2 separate regions of the Gossypium hirsutum genome follow, and region 2 is linked to region 1. A link is a contact called in public Hi-C data. All regions are on one chromosome and are shown on one strand. The core of a region is the stretch at or near the end of the contact, and the rest is flanking DNA. Distances in the headings are between cores, read along the strand shown.

Region 1 (6,700 bases), core at 2,748-5,247:
GCCGGAGGACAAGGAAGAGGAGAGCATTTTTGAAACCCTTTTTTTGAAGTTTTTTTTAAGAATGAAAAATGAAAATTTTTTAATTAAGTTTTGGCTTATATAGCCTACTGAAAACGACACCGTTTGGAAGGGTGGGATCCACATGTCGACCCGACCCTGACTCAGGATCCTCGTGTTTTTATGCGGAGGGATAAATTACACTTTTAACCCCTCCGCCTTTTAATATCTTTACAATTAAGTTTTTTTATTTTTAAATTTACCATTTTATTCATTTTAAAATTCAATTCGATCCTGATTGGACGATGCCTTTTAGGGAAGTAGGGAAAATTTCCCTTCCGGTCCCTCCATGTAATACGCGTGTTCAATTTGGTCCTTCAGTCTCCATTTATTTACAGATTTGCCTCAGAATTTTTATTTACAGTTTAAATTAGTCCTTTTTCATTTTCTTTATTTTTTTATTAATTAGTTTTTTTATTATTTTTCATATTTAATTATTTTTTAAAAATATATGTATATATATATTTTTTACATACGCATATTTATTTTTGTAGTATAATATAATTATTTTTATTTTATTTTTATTCATACGTAAATTTTTTTTATAATCTATATGTGTATACATTTATTACTTATAGATGTGCCCACGCGCGTATAATTTTTTCTTTTTTTAAAAACAAAATATTTTTTATTTATATATATACGTATTTATTTATTATTTAGTTTTTTAAATGCTCAAATATATATATTTTTAAACACCTATTTTATAATATATATGTTTATATATTTTTCTTTATTTTCATAAATATATTGTATATATATAAATTCTATAACCCGAAAATTTATTTGTAAATTATATGTATATTTTTAATCTTCATAATTTCCATGTGTTTATTATATGTCTTCTGATCTTTATTTATTTTGTTTGCTTTCCTCATTCTTTGTATAATTGTGTTTACATTTAATATTTTGCATGTCATGGATTATTGTTTTTTATTTCGTTTATTTATTTGTTTATATTATTTTTATGCCATTGATGTATTTATTATTGATGTATTTATTATTTTAGCATTTGTACGTATAATATAACGTTACATCATCTTTTACTCAAATTTAAAAATAGAAAATTTTCAAAATTGAGATAATGCTCGTATTTAGGATTTTCAAGGAAATTGAGCCCTAACGTATTGGGTTCCGATTTTATTCGTTAAATCTAACAATCAAGCATTTCTCTTTAATAAAAGATAAGAACTCATTATTGGGAATTCAACACGTTGTGTCCTAACGTATTGGATGTGATGCATTGATTTCTCGAAATGAAGATTTTTTCTAAAAAATAATAAAGGAAATACTCCGAGTTTGGGATTTTGGAGGAATTGTGCCCTAACGTATTGGGCCGCGATTTCTTAAATCTTGAATAAATGGATATTCTTTTAAATTTTTATTACACGAGTATTCTGGCCTAATTCATTTTTTGAGGAAATTAGAATGTCGTGCCCTAACGCATTGGGTGTGGCATTTTCTTTCTCTGAAATGATAAGGGTCTTAATACGTAACGCTTAAGAGTTTTTGCTAAGGATTATATTTTTCAAATTTTCGACATTAAGACATTAATTAATTAACTAGGTACCAATTTTTGGGCGTAATGAGGGTGCTAATCCTTCCTCATACGTAACCGACTCCCAGACCCATTTTTCTAAAATTCGTAGACCAAAGTCGTTTTTAGGTGACCCAATCACACCTTAATAAAAGATTGGTGGCGACTCCCAATTTTCATTTTTCAAAGTTGACAACTAATTTTTATTTTTTTCCAAAAATAAAAAATGGTTTCGACACTCGCAATTGGTAAAGGTAAGTTAAATGAATTCCTTGAGTACTTACTAAAGATATCTTTGCTTAATACATTATTGTTTCTTGCACATATATTGAAAAAAGAGTTCGAGAAAATCAAGTTCATATTTTGGGATAACATCACCATTGCAAGGCTTGAAAAGTATGAAACTGTATTATATGTACTATTTTAACTTATTAATTGGTATGTATTTAGGAGTTTAAGTTATTTAAATTATGTTATATATACATTGGTTTCATGATACTTAAAAAGTTTTGAAAGTATGATTTGGTATTAAGATGAGTTTGATATGAGTGATGGTTGAATGAATGTATTGGTATTGAAGCATTAGTATGAATCATGAGTTTTAAGCATGTCTTGCTATTTATTTTAGTATGTTGTGTAATGGGATTGCATATATGGTAATCTCTTCATGAATGGATGGTTTTGACTTCTTCAAGTGTTTGCATTATTATGTCATTAGTTGGTCGAGTTTTAGTGTAGTTTGAGGCTTAAATTTTAATTCCTTGCACTTAGGTCTTGAGACATTTTAGTAGTTAAAATTTAACTTCAATGAGTCTAATGTCTCAAGACATAAATCCCATGCCTCAAGACATGCAAGTCAATAGCTAAATTTTAACGTCAACAGGATCAAGCTTCAAAACATAATTCCAGTGTCTCGAGGTGAGAGTAATGATACATACAAGTAAATCATAAGGTGCAATAGTTAACCTTCTTGTTCCAAAAATCAAGGTTCATGCATGTGATAGATCATTACTATTTATAATATGTATAAAAAATCATAACATGTTAGAGATTGTGTTGGACTTAAATAAAATTGTTTGGTATTTTTATCTAAGTTCAAAATTCAAAATAATTAATCAACAAAATTAAAAATAAATTGTAATCACCAAAAACTAAATAGGTTATAACTTGAAAATATTGTAAACACAAAAAAATTGACATCTATTAAAATAAGAAATAATATTTGATCAGGTATACAACTTTTATGCATTGTCAATAGTAAATAATAATATAATATATCATCATTGAGTAAAAAAAGTAGTAGAGGATTTATAAATAAATACCAATAACTTTATGGTTTAATATATCATTTGGTACTTAAGTTTGACACTTTTTTTTAGTGTGATACATGTGTTGTTTTTTTGTCCAACCTGGTATTTGTATTTGATAAAAGTTATATATTTTAATATCCAAAGGTAACATCGTTAACTTTTTAGTGTTTAATTCAGGTTTTAGAATTGATTTGATAAAAGTTAATTGCTAATATTGTTAGATTTGAATTTTTCATGATTTTATTAATAGAATAAATTTAGTATTAATTGTAAAATTATTTAATTTTATGTTTAATTTGTGTTTATGGCTTAATTTAGTGTTATGAAAGCTAGTTGTTAATATTATTAGTTAATTATAAATTTTCATCAAATCATCTATAAAATTCGGATTAAACGCTAAAAAGTTAACATTATTACATTTAGGTACCAAAATGTATAGCTTTTGTCAAATAAGTGAACCGCGTTAGACTTGAAAAGCACACATACCATATTAAAAAAAAGTACCAAACTCAAGTGCCAAATTATTTATCAAGTCTAACTTTATTTAAATATAATTAAATATTAATTAAAATTATTATATTTTTCTCGGATTTTGAATTTAAACTTCTACAGTTTAAAATATATATTAAATATTAAAATATTAAAATTTATATTAAATAAAGTTATTAATATTTATTTATAAATAATTCACTAACAATCAATAAAATATTTATCCATGATCTTAAGACCTTAAGGAATTATTATCCCTAAAATACTCTATTATTAATATGATTGTATTATATTAAATTTCATGTATTTTTTTGCATATTATATTATATTATATTAATATTTTTAATTTATTATAAATTTAAAATTAATATAATAAAAATTCATTTTTCAGAAAAAGATAAATTTAATATGTATAAACTTTTAACTCTTTTTCTATTTTAAAATTTGAAAATGTAAAAATTAATTATATATTTTATTTTTAATTTATTATTAAACAAATTCTTTAATAAATTTAGTTTTTACTAAAAACATTTAATTTTATTAGTTTATTTTTTTTAGAAAAGTTTAAAATATATGACGAATAACAACTACCTTTATTTTATTATTATTAACGACTTAACGTTCGTATATTGAAATTGAAATTCTTACACATCCCCTAATTAGACCAAAACTGAATCACCTTCCTTTCTCCATCTCCCAAAGCTAAACCAAACCCTAACCAATTCTTCATTATTTCTTTCTAATTCGTCGCTTTCCGATGATTTATTTCGAGGTTTATTTTCAGATCTGATCCACCTCAGGTTAGTTCCTTCTTTCTTTTCTGTTTAATGTTTTTAATTTAATTTAATTTTCTCTTGAATTTGCGGAATTGATTGATGTAATGCAATTGTTTGAATTATTTTGTTGTTATCTTCGGTTCAGATGATGTCTCCTTTCCCTTTTTCTTTATTTGTTTGGTTATGACATCAATATTCTTTTTGTGATTAATACATTTTATTATTTTCTTTTTCAGAAATAATTGAAAAGAAAGAAAAACCTGAATGTGTAAATGTAATACAATCTAAAGAACTATTTCTTTTCTTATCTTTCCTTTCTCTTTGATTTTTTAAAATAAAATTTTAGAGAAACTGGGCAAATATACGTCCGGAACATTTGAGATGATAAGAGAGGTGGGTGATTTTCCGTCGCTTTCTCGGTGACCAAGCGGGAATTTTATTGTTTGGAAGACTTTGCTTTTTGAGTTTCTTATTTCTCCTTTTAATAGTTACTTGATCCTTCTTAAAATAAAATCTCTGCAAATATTACTCTTCTTTATTCATTAATTTATGTACAAATGTTTCACTCTATTAATTCTTTGCAAAAAATTTAACAATGTCTGGGTTTGGTGTCTGTTGGAAGAAGCTTTGTTATTATATTTTTTAGAGGTTTGGCTATAATTTTCAAATATTGTTGAAGTGATCAAGAGATGATAAACAAAACATGGTTTTGGAAAGATTAAGTTTGTGGGTGTTTTGAGGCGAATGAAGCTGCCATTTGAGGGCTGAATACGCTTGGAAGGCTACATTCGAGGAAGCCATCCTGGATTAGAGATTTTAATCATGCCTTTTAGAGCATTGTTATGTTGAATGAGAGATCAGTCCAGAGTCTTTGATGATTTTGGCAATTGTGCTTCTAGTTATAGGTTTTTGAATTAACCGAGTGGTTTTATAAATATATCTTTTCATTTGAGATGGGTACTGCAATTGACTTCTGTTTGATATCTTGAGTGTTAGAAATTTGAACTATGATTGTCTGATAATCTGGCTATAAGGTTTCTTCTATTCTTATTTTGAGCTTGTTGCAGTTTAATTAATATAGAAATGATTCATTACTTCTATGATCACATTCTTTTCTACCAGTCCCTTAGTAATCGATTAACTTGGCTTAAGCCAGTCATAAATGGCCTTGTTTGTGTTGCTGATGGTGCGTGCATCTGCAGATTGGATTCATTTTGAGGAATGGATGATGATAGTGCAGATGGATAAAATGTCTTCTCCTTCATCCAGGGAGCGCACACAGCGTCTTTATGAGAAGGTTTCTTTTTTCTTTCCAAAATGAGGTCCCCTTTGAGTTTCTGATCCCAGAAGTTAATATTTTATACTTTTCAGAATATAGAGCTGGAAAATAACCGTCGGAGATCAGCTCAGGCACGAGTATCTTCAGACCCCAATGCCTGGCAGCAGATGCGCGAGAACTATGAGGCAATAATTCTTGAGGACCATGCTTTTTCTGAGCAGCACAGTATTGAATATGCATTGTGGCAGTTACATTACAAGCGGATTGAAGAGCTAAGAGCACATTATAGTGCTGTCCTAGCTTCTGCAGGATCAAATGCACCTCAAGGTGTGAAAGTTCCTCAACGACCTGACCGGCTTACAAAAATACGATTGCAGTTTAAGACATTCCTTTCTGAGGCAACAGGATTTTATCATGATCTGATTTTGAAAATCAGAGCAAAGTATGGACTTCCATTTGGGTACTTTTCTGATGATTCAGAAAGGCGAACTGTTATGGACAAAAATGGGAAGAAATCTGCTGACATTAAAAAGGGTTTGGTATCTTGTCACCGTTGTTTGATATACTTGGGAGACCTAGCACGGTACAAAGGATTATATGGAGATGGAGACTCTAAATCACGTGAGTTTGTTGCAGCTTCAAGTTACTATTTGCATGCTGCATCAATTTGGCAATCAAGTGGGAATCCACATCATCAGGTTTGCCCCCCCCTCCTCTCTCCCTGTTAATAGAGTATCCTTACTCTTATGCCCAGTAATCTCTTTTGCTCTTGCTGTGAATTTCTACTATTCAACAATATTCTGACTCTTTATGCTGGTAATTATCTCCTTATTTCAGCTAGCTATATTGGCATCCTATTCAGGAGATGAGCTTTTGGCTGTTTATCGATATTTTCGGAGTTTGGCCGTGGATAACCCCTTTTTAACTGCAAGGGATAACTTGATTGTAGCATTTGAAAAGGTTAAGTACAAATTTTAGTTCTTATTCTGACAAATGAGTTTGTTTATTCTCTTATTTCAGTTATCAACGTCTTTACCACGTGGTCATCGGGATATATTATTGTTAATAGGTTATAGCTAACTAGGACATCAAGTAGCTTGCTTCCTGTAACAGTTTGATGTGTGTGTTATCTTCCTATGTGTACTTGGTGGTTCTACATGTAGATAATTGCAAAACTTAAACCATCTTTGGTGATTTTCTGCAAAATTGTTGATTCTTATTATAACAGATGGCTACTATTCGGTCTAATGGG
Region 2 (6,700 bases), core at 1,735-4,234, 150 kb after region 1:
ATACGGGTTAGCTGGACCTAGTTGCAATGATCTCAAAAACATAAAAATCATTAAAAACGAGTGAGAAAATACATACCACACACACCAAAAAGACTTGGCCAAAAGTTCCCTAAGTTTAGTTATGGAGTTTTCAGTTTCTCCAAAAAGAAATAAAGAAGATGATAGTTGTTTTAATATTTTCTTAGTTTTTTATCTAATTACCAAAATGCCATTATTTCAACATAATTTTAATCTAAAATGCATATATCTACAGTCCACTATCTTGACTATGGCTAAATTGCCATAAGGATCCATTTAATTATACTTTTGCAACTTTTACGATTTAGTCATTTTTACTTAATTAACTATTTAAATGTTAAAATTACCTAACCAAATTTTAATACACCTATATAATCACTCCATAAAAATTTAATAAAAATATTTACAAGCTCGTTTTATAGAAATGAGGTCTCAAAATCTCATTTTCCAAAACCACTTGTCTTTAGAGATTAACCACTTGAACTTAACTAATAATTTCAAATAACAAAAATTATCAAGTCAATATTTATTATAATTTTATATTTGACTCGTAAATATTAAATAATAATATTTGTGGACTTACTCATCAAATTTGTGGTCCCGAAACCACTATTTTTTGACACCATTGAAAAATGAGATGTTACAAGGATGGATTAAATGCTTAGATGTGTTGTATTTTTGTGGTCTGGAGCAGTGGTATCGATATTTAGGTTATAAAAACGATACCTCTGTGGTATTTTTATGTGCAGGAATTTAATATTGTAATTTGATATCGATACCTTACCACGAGTATCGATACTCGGGGTAAAATAATTGATACTTTAATAAAGGTACCGATAAATTTTAGGGTTTGATTTTTAGACGAAAAGTAGAATGTTATTTTGGTATCGATTTTCCAATCGATATCAATACCATATAAAGGAAATATCAATACCCCAGTTCTAGTATCGATGCCTACGTAACTTGTTTTGGAATTTTGCTAAGTGGTTCTAATGCATGTTTAATTGATATTATAAGTTTGTTTGAAGTGTGTTTGGCACGTTTTAATGATGATTATTATATGCTTAACTTTGAAATTTGTAAGAACACTAATAAAGAGGATAATTGCCTATTAATGTGACATTTTATAATGTGTGTGATGCGAGATGGTGGTGTGATATCCTGATATTCAAGCTCGGCAACCGGACCGAGTATAGGGTGTTACATTTTATGGTATTAAAGCTTAGGTTATTTAACACTCAAACCTAAGTTTTTGATGTACTGATTGGGGTTTCGCAACCCATTGATTCAAAAACAAAAAATGTTTAAGTTACTTTGATTGCTTAAATTGTTGAAAATATCTCTGATTGAATTGCATATAGGTTAAGAATGGGAACACACTGCCTTAATCCTAATTTTTTCTTGTAAGAACGTCACTTGGATCATTTGCTTCGTCATTCATATCTTTGGTTTTGTTTGTGTATGTTAGATTAGATTTGATATGTCTCGTAGACATGTTAATGTGAATGTGAATTATTTGTAATATTCATAGAAATATTAATGTTGCCCATTTTAAATAGTTTTACCGTTGTCAACATTTAAAAAACCAATGGGGAGCTAGACGTGTTTTTATACACTTTATCTCTATATATGACATATTTACCTAATTTAGAAAAAAAAGGCTTAAAATACCAATAAAATAAATGGTATATAAGCCTAGTTTAGCCCAAAATCTGTTTATTTAAAATAAATTAAAAGAGAATGCTTCCAAAACTCAATATGCATCAATTTATAATATTAAAATTGAACAAATATTATCATATATAAAATCATTTGAACTTAATTTTTCATGATGACCGATGCTGAAGTTTTGTCTGATGACCAGATTGGTGACGAAATTGGCACCGATATCGTAACACCAAAAAAGTCTAGTTTAAGGAGGTGGGAGGGGATCCATCAGAATTCATGATGGTGGACTCAACCCCAGTGAGTGGAGTTTCTTGGAAAGAGAAGCTTTTGGAAGGGAAAGGTTCTGAATCTTGTAATGGGGTCACCGATGCGGATCTTGAAATTAAAGATGGCAATATTCTTCAATCATCCATCAATGGAATCCTCGTCATTGATTTCTTGGAAAGGTTAAGAAAGTTTTTGGTTAAGGATATGGAAACTACCGTTGTCATCAAATTGTTGGGACGCAACATTAGTTACGGAGTTTTGCATAATCACATTTCAAGCCTTTGGAGGCCCTCTAAACCTTTTCGCCTGATGGATGTCAAGAATGGTTATTACCTTGTTTGATTCCAAAGCAGGAAAGATTATAACTTGGCTCTGACTCAAAGCCCTTGGATAGTGTTTGTACACTATATCACCGTTTAGCCATGGACGGTTGATTTTGACCCGTTGAGACCCTTTCCTAGCGTGGTAATAGCCTGGATCCACTTCCTGGGTTTGCTGGGATTTCTGTATAAAAAATTAGATCTCAAAATCGATAGTGAATCAAGGGGACAGTTTGCAAGAATGGTTGTGTAGATAGATCTGGGAAAACCACTTACCTCGCAAGTCTTGATCAATGGCAGGGTGCAACAAGTGGAGTTTGAAGCCCTACCCACTATATGTTTTTCTTGTGGCAAATATGACCATCCAAAAAGTTCATGTTCTTCTTCTTTGACAGACCAAATCATACACGGTGGCAAGGAGGACTCACCTACAGTGATGAATAATGAAGTTGATCCGACGGCAATGAGAGACGCTTTCGGTCCATGGATGGTCGTCAAGCGCAAATCAAGGTGCAACCAGGCTGGAAAACAGAATCATCAGCCAAAATTTTTGGAAGAAAATCTGGTCGACTTTAGATTTGCAGCGTTAAATTCGCTTGACAAATAATCGATGGATTTGGGGGCTGAAAAATTGGGGTTTCAGGAGATTGGATTTAAGCAGGGATATTTTATCAAGAAAATAAAATCAAAAAGGTTTGGGTCAAGTTCTGGGTTGCCGGTTGAAGGTAATACAAGTAAGGGGATATTGGGTCAAGGTGTAACTATTGGGCCTGCTAAAAAGACCAGTGGACTAGCGTATTCGGGTGTTGAACAAAAATTGTTGGACTTGGGCCATGACCTGGCATGAGACAGGCTTGTTTTGGGGAAAGATACAAGGTCAAAATCAAATGGATTCCAATTAATTCTTGTAGCAAAACAGAATATGGAAATTTTAGGGAGCATAGAGCACACTGTCCAAATGGGTCCCGAAATTGTTTTTTAAAATAAACATTCATCTCTACATTTTAATCCTACATTCGAAGGTTATCTTGAATCGGTGGTGGATGTAAATCCTAAGTTTCTGGACTCCAATCAATATTCAGCTGTAATTTTCAAGGAATATTCAGAGTACAATTCGAAGGCAACTGTGGTAAATGAAGGATTAGGGGCCTTTAATAATTTAAATGTTTTGTTTAGAGGACATGGGTTAGATAACAAAAAAAAAGAGTGGGCGTAATGGAAGAATGTTAAATAAAACAATTCGTAGACGTGGGGGACATTTTAAAATTGTCGGATGTCCGCGGGTTTCGCTTTCAGACACCATGAATTCTATGGCAAAGCTTATAGGTGAACAAGTGGAAACTTTCACCAATAGGGCCACCGCTAATGATGTAACGCCCTGGAATTTACGCCTAGAAGTATTGGGCCTTCAGTAAGGGAACGGTGAGGAATCTGTGCACAAAAGTGTGTCTGCTTTAGTGGTTAAGGGTCCTGAGAAGAGTTGGAAAAGTTCTGGGTTCAAACATGGGCTTTAGCAAAAATTTTGGTTTTAAGAGGATAAAACTCTGGATGTTTAGATGTAGGCCTTTTAAATTATTGTGTTAAAAAAATGTCATAAGAAAGCATGTGGTTTAGTGGTTGTGGCGTCATTAAGGTTGTAAGGGAGCCTGGGTTCAAGTCATGGCTCTTGCAATTTATTTTGGTTTTTCTTTTAAAAGAACCTGGACTTTGGCCTTTAGACCTTTTAATTATTTGAAGATAAAATGTGTCACAAAAGAGCTTGTAGCAAGGAGGCAAATAGTGTGTTAAGCTATTGAGGATGGCTTGGGTTTGAATCTTATTGCAAGTAAAAAGGATAATTATATTGCTAGTATGAGGCGGCAAGAGTTTGAGGTGGTTTCGAACTCTGTAAGGTGAATTTTGAATTGGTCTTGGATGGAATTGTGGAGCAAATCAAGGAGGAGATTAGGGAGAAAATCAAGGAATTCAAATTAGGGAGAGTTGTAGCCGATTGGGGAAGCTTGTGTATGCAAATTTTGGATAGGAGTCTCTTTTGTGTGATTTTTAGCAATTTGAGAGCATTTTTGGGATATTGTTGTTGTGCCAGTTTCGAGTTTTTGGGTGTTGCGTCAACTAGTCTTGGTTTTCCTAAGTACTGAATTTTCCTGTTTTCCCCTCTTTTGTGATTTCGTGTCTAGCTTTGTGATCAAAATTGCTGTTATTTCCTCCATTTCTACATTTTCCAAATAGGTAACTTTCTTTTTGTCTCATTTTTCTTTCTCTGTCGAACACCATATTATGTTTTCTCTACTCTCCTAACAGTGCCACATGAACTTATCTTCTCTCTTCCCTCTATTCTTCTATTTTTTTTCAAAGCCGAACCTACTTACCATCTTCTTCTTCTCTGCTTCCCACTCTCCCCATCCCAACCTATTTCTTCAAGGCTCTTTTGTGTACTTTCAGTTACCATCCTTTCTCTATTGTGCTTGGCCGAATATACCTAAGTTTTTCTAACCGATTTCATCATCATCATTTTCGGGTGTTAAAATCTCGAGAAGAGAAAAGAAGATTCTCTAGTGTGTGTAGGCATTCCAAATCTTCCCTTCACCAACCGTTTGATCGTTGGGGTAAGTTGGTTGGTAGGCCGTGTGATTTTGGTGTTGGATTTTTCTTAAATCATATTCGAGTAACATGTCCATTTGATAAAAATCGCTGCTTGAGTAGATAACCATCAAGAACGTGGAATCGTGCCTTGGCCAATAATCTTAGAAGAGTAGGCCATATTTCTTATAATCATGGTAGATGATGATTGTTTAAGTGTGGTTTAAGTACTTGAAAATATTGGTTATTAAAGGGCTGACCGAATATTCAAATTAATGTAAGTTGGTGTCAATAGGTGTTTCGCTAGCTTTCGTGAAAGGTGTGCAATCACACTGTCTCTTCTGTTAATCGACAAAAGTCGAAAAATCGAAAAATAAAAAATATGACGATTGAGGCCACATGGGCGTGCGAACATTGATGTGGTGAAGCGAGCCCACGAAACATGGTGTTAGAATATAGAGGCCACCACGAGCGTTCTCATGCTCTCAGGCCGTTATGGGCCTCGTTGGGCTTAAATAGGTCGTGTGGGCCCAATAGGCTCATGTGCCCTACATAGATAAAATCCACGTTAAGTGACAAATACTGGACTGAGTTATGTAGTTTGCATAGTCATGACTGAATTTGGGCTAAATGGACCACACGAGCGTGTGGGCCCACTTGGGCCGAATATGGGCCTTGGGCCCATTTACACAATTATGACCATTTAGGTTATCCGTGTCGCATGAGGCGACTGTAGACCTTCAGAAAGGTTGTTAAATGATCGAAATACTCCTATAGGGTAGAATGAATAAAATACCCTCGATGGATAAAATTATCGAAATACCTAATGGGTAAAATTACCGAAATACCCCTGATAAGTAAAATTATAAAAATAACATCGTAAAATTACTGAAATACCCTTGATGGGTAAAATTATCGAAATACCCCTAAAGGGTAAAATAACCAAAATACCATCGATGGGTAAAATTACCAAAATACCCCTATAGGGTAAAATAACCGTTATACCCCTAGGAGATGAAATGACTGTTATGACCTTATGCTATGTTTGACCATTTTACTTTATGATATTTATATGACTGTTACTGAGTATGACATATTGTATACACGTATGATCTATGACATGACATATTGCATACACGACATACTGCATGGGGTTGGGATCTTGTATTGGAGGAAGTGATTAATATGTGAGGGTCATACAGGTCGCATAAGACGACTGTGGACCCACCGATGGCTTTTAGCTAATTATGTGATTGGCAGCTCTACTGCAATATTGGTTAGTGTCGCAACCGGTGCTACATAAGGAGTATAGGGATGGGTAGGTCGATTTAATCCCCACAGGAGTGTAGGGTTAGACAGGAGATGGAGTGCATGGTTGGTATAGGTATTTATGCATTGCATATACTAATTTTGATATTGAGATGGGCTTAGGCCTAGATATATGTGATATGTGCCATTTGATTTGGGCTCAGGCCCAACTGAGGCAGATGGGGGCTAAGGCCAGTTACCACTGTTATCGTATTGGGCTAAGGCCCACACTGATACTGTTACTGTTAAGGGCTCAGGCCTAGACTGATTCTGTTTCTTTAATAAGGGGATTACACACTGAGTTTTCGTAAACTCACCCCGTTTTTAACCTTTCAGGTAATCCCTAGTGTTAGACGGTTCGGAGCTGTGAGGGACTCAGAGAGGGCCACACAACTGCACCTGTTTTATTCTATTTTGCTCATTTACTTAAGCAATTTGATTTTGATTCGGTTGTTATAAGGCCTCTATAATTTCTGGATTTTAAATTTGGGATTTGATGTGATTGTGATTTATATCTGCTAGAAGTAGAACACGGTTTT

Evidence for each region. Hi-C and Micro-C count contacts between places; a contact is called where the count stands out from the background.
Region 2: a contact with region 1 is called in a Hi-C map of hypocotyl, with 1.9 times the contacts expected there. The contact joins the promoter of LOC107954327 here to the promoter of LOC107954331 in region 1. A contact is called at or near these places in 6 of 34 Hi-C or Micro-C datasets (anther, hypocotyl, leaf and 1 more).

What each region holds. Positions count from the first base shown.
Region 1 is chrD07:18,391,355-18,398,054 of Gossypium_hirsutum_v2.1, forward strand. LOC107954331 (protein SMG7) reads left to right here and starts at 3,998. Exons shown (of 8, transcript XM_016889865.2): 1 at 3,998-4,193; 2 at 5,372-5,466; 3 at 5,541-6,146; 4 at 6,286-6,408. The coding sequence starts at 5,395.
Region 2 is chrD07:18,537,453-18,544,152 of Gossypium_hirsutum_v2.1, forward strand. LOC107954327 reads right to left here and starts at 2,985. Exons shown (of 2, transcript XM_016889860.2): 1 at 2,550-2,985; 2 at 1,763-2,457. The coding sequence starts at 2,678. The coding sequence ends at 2,227.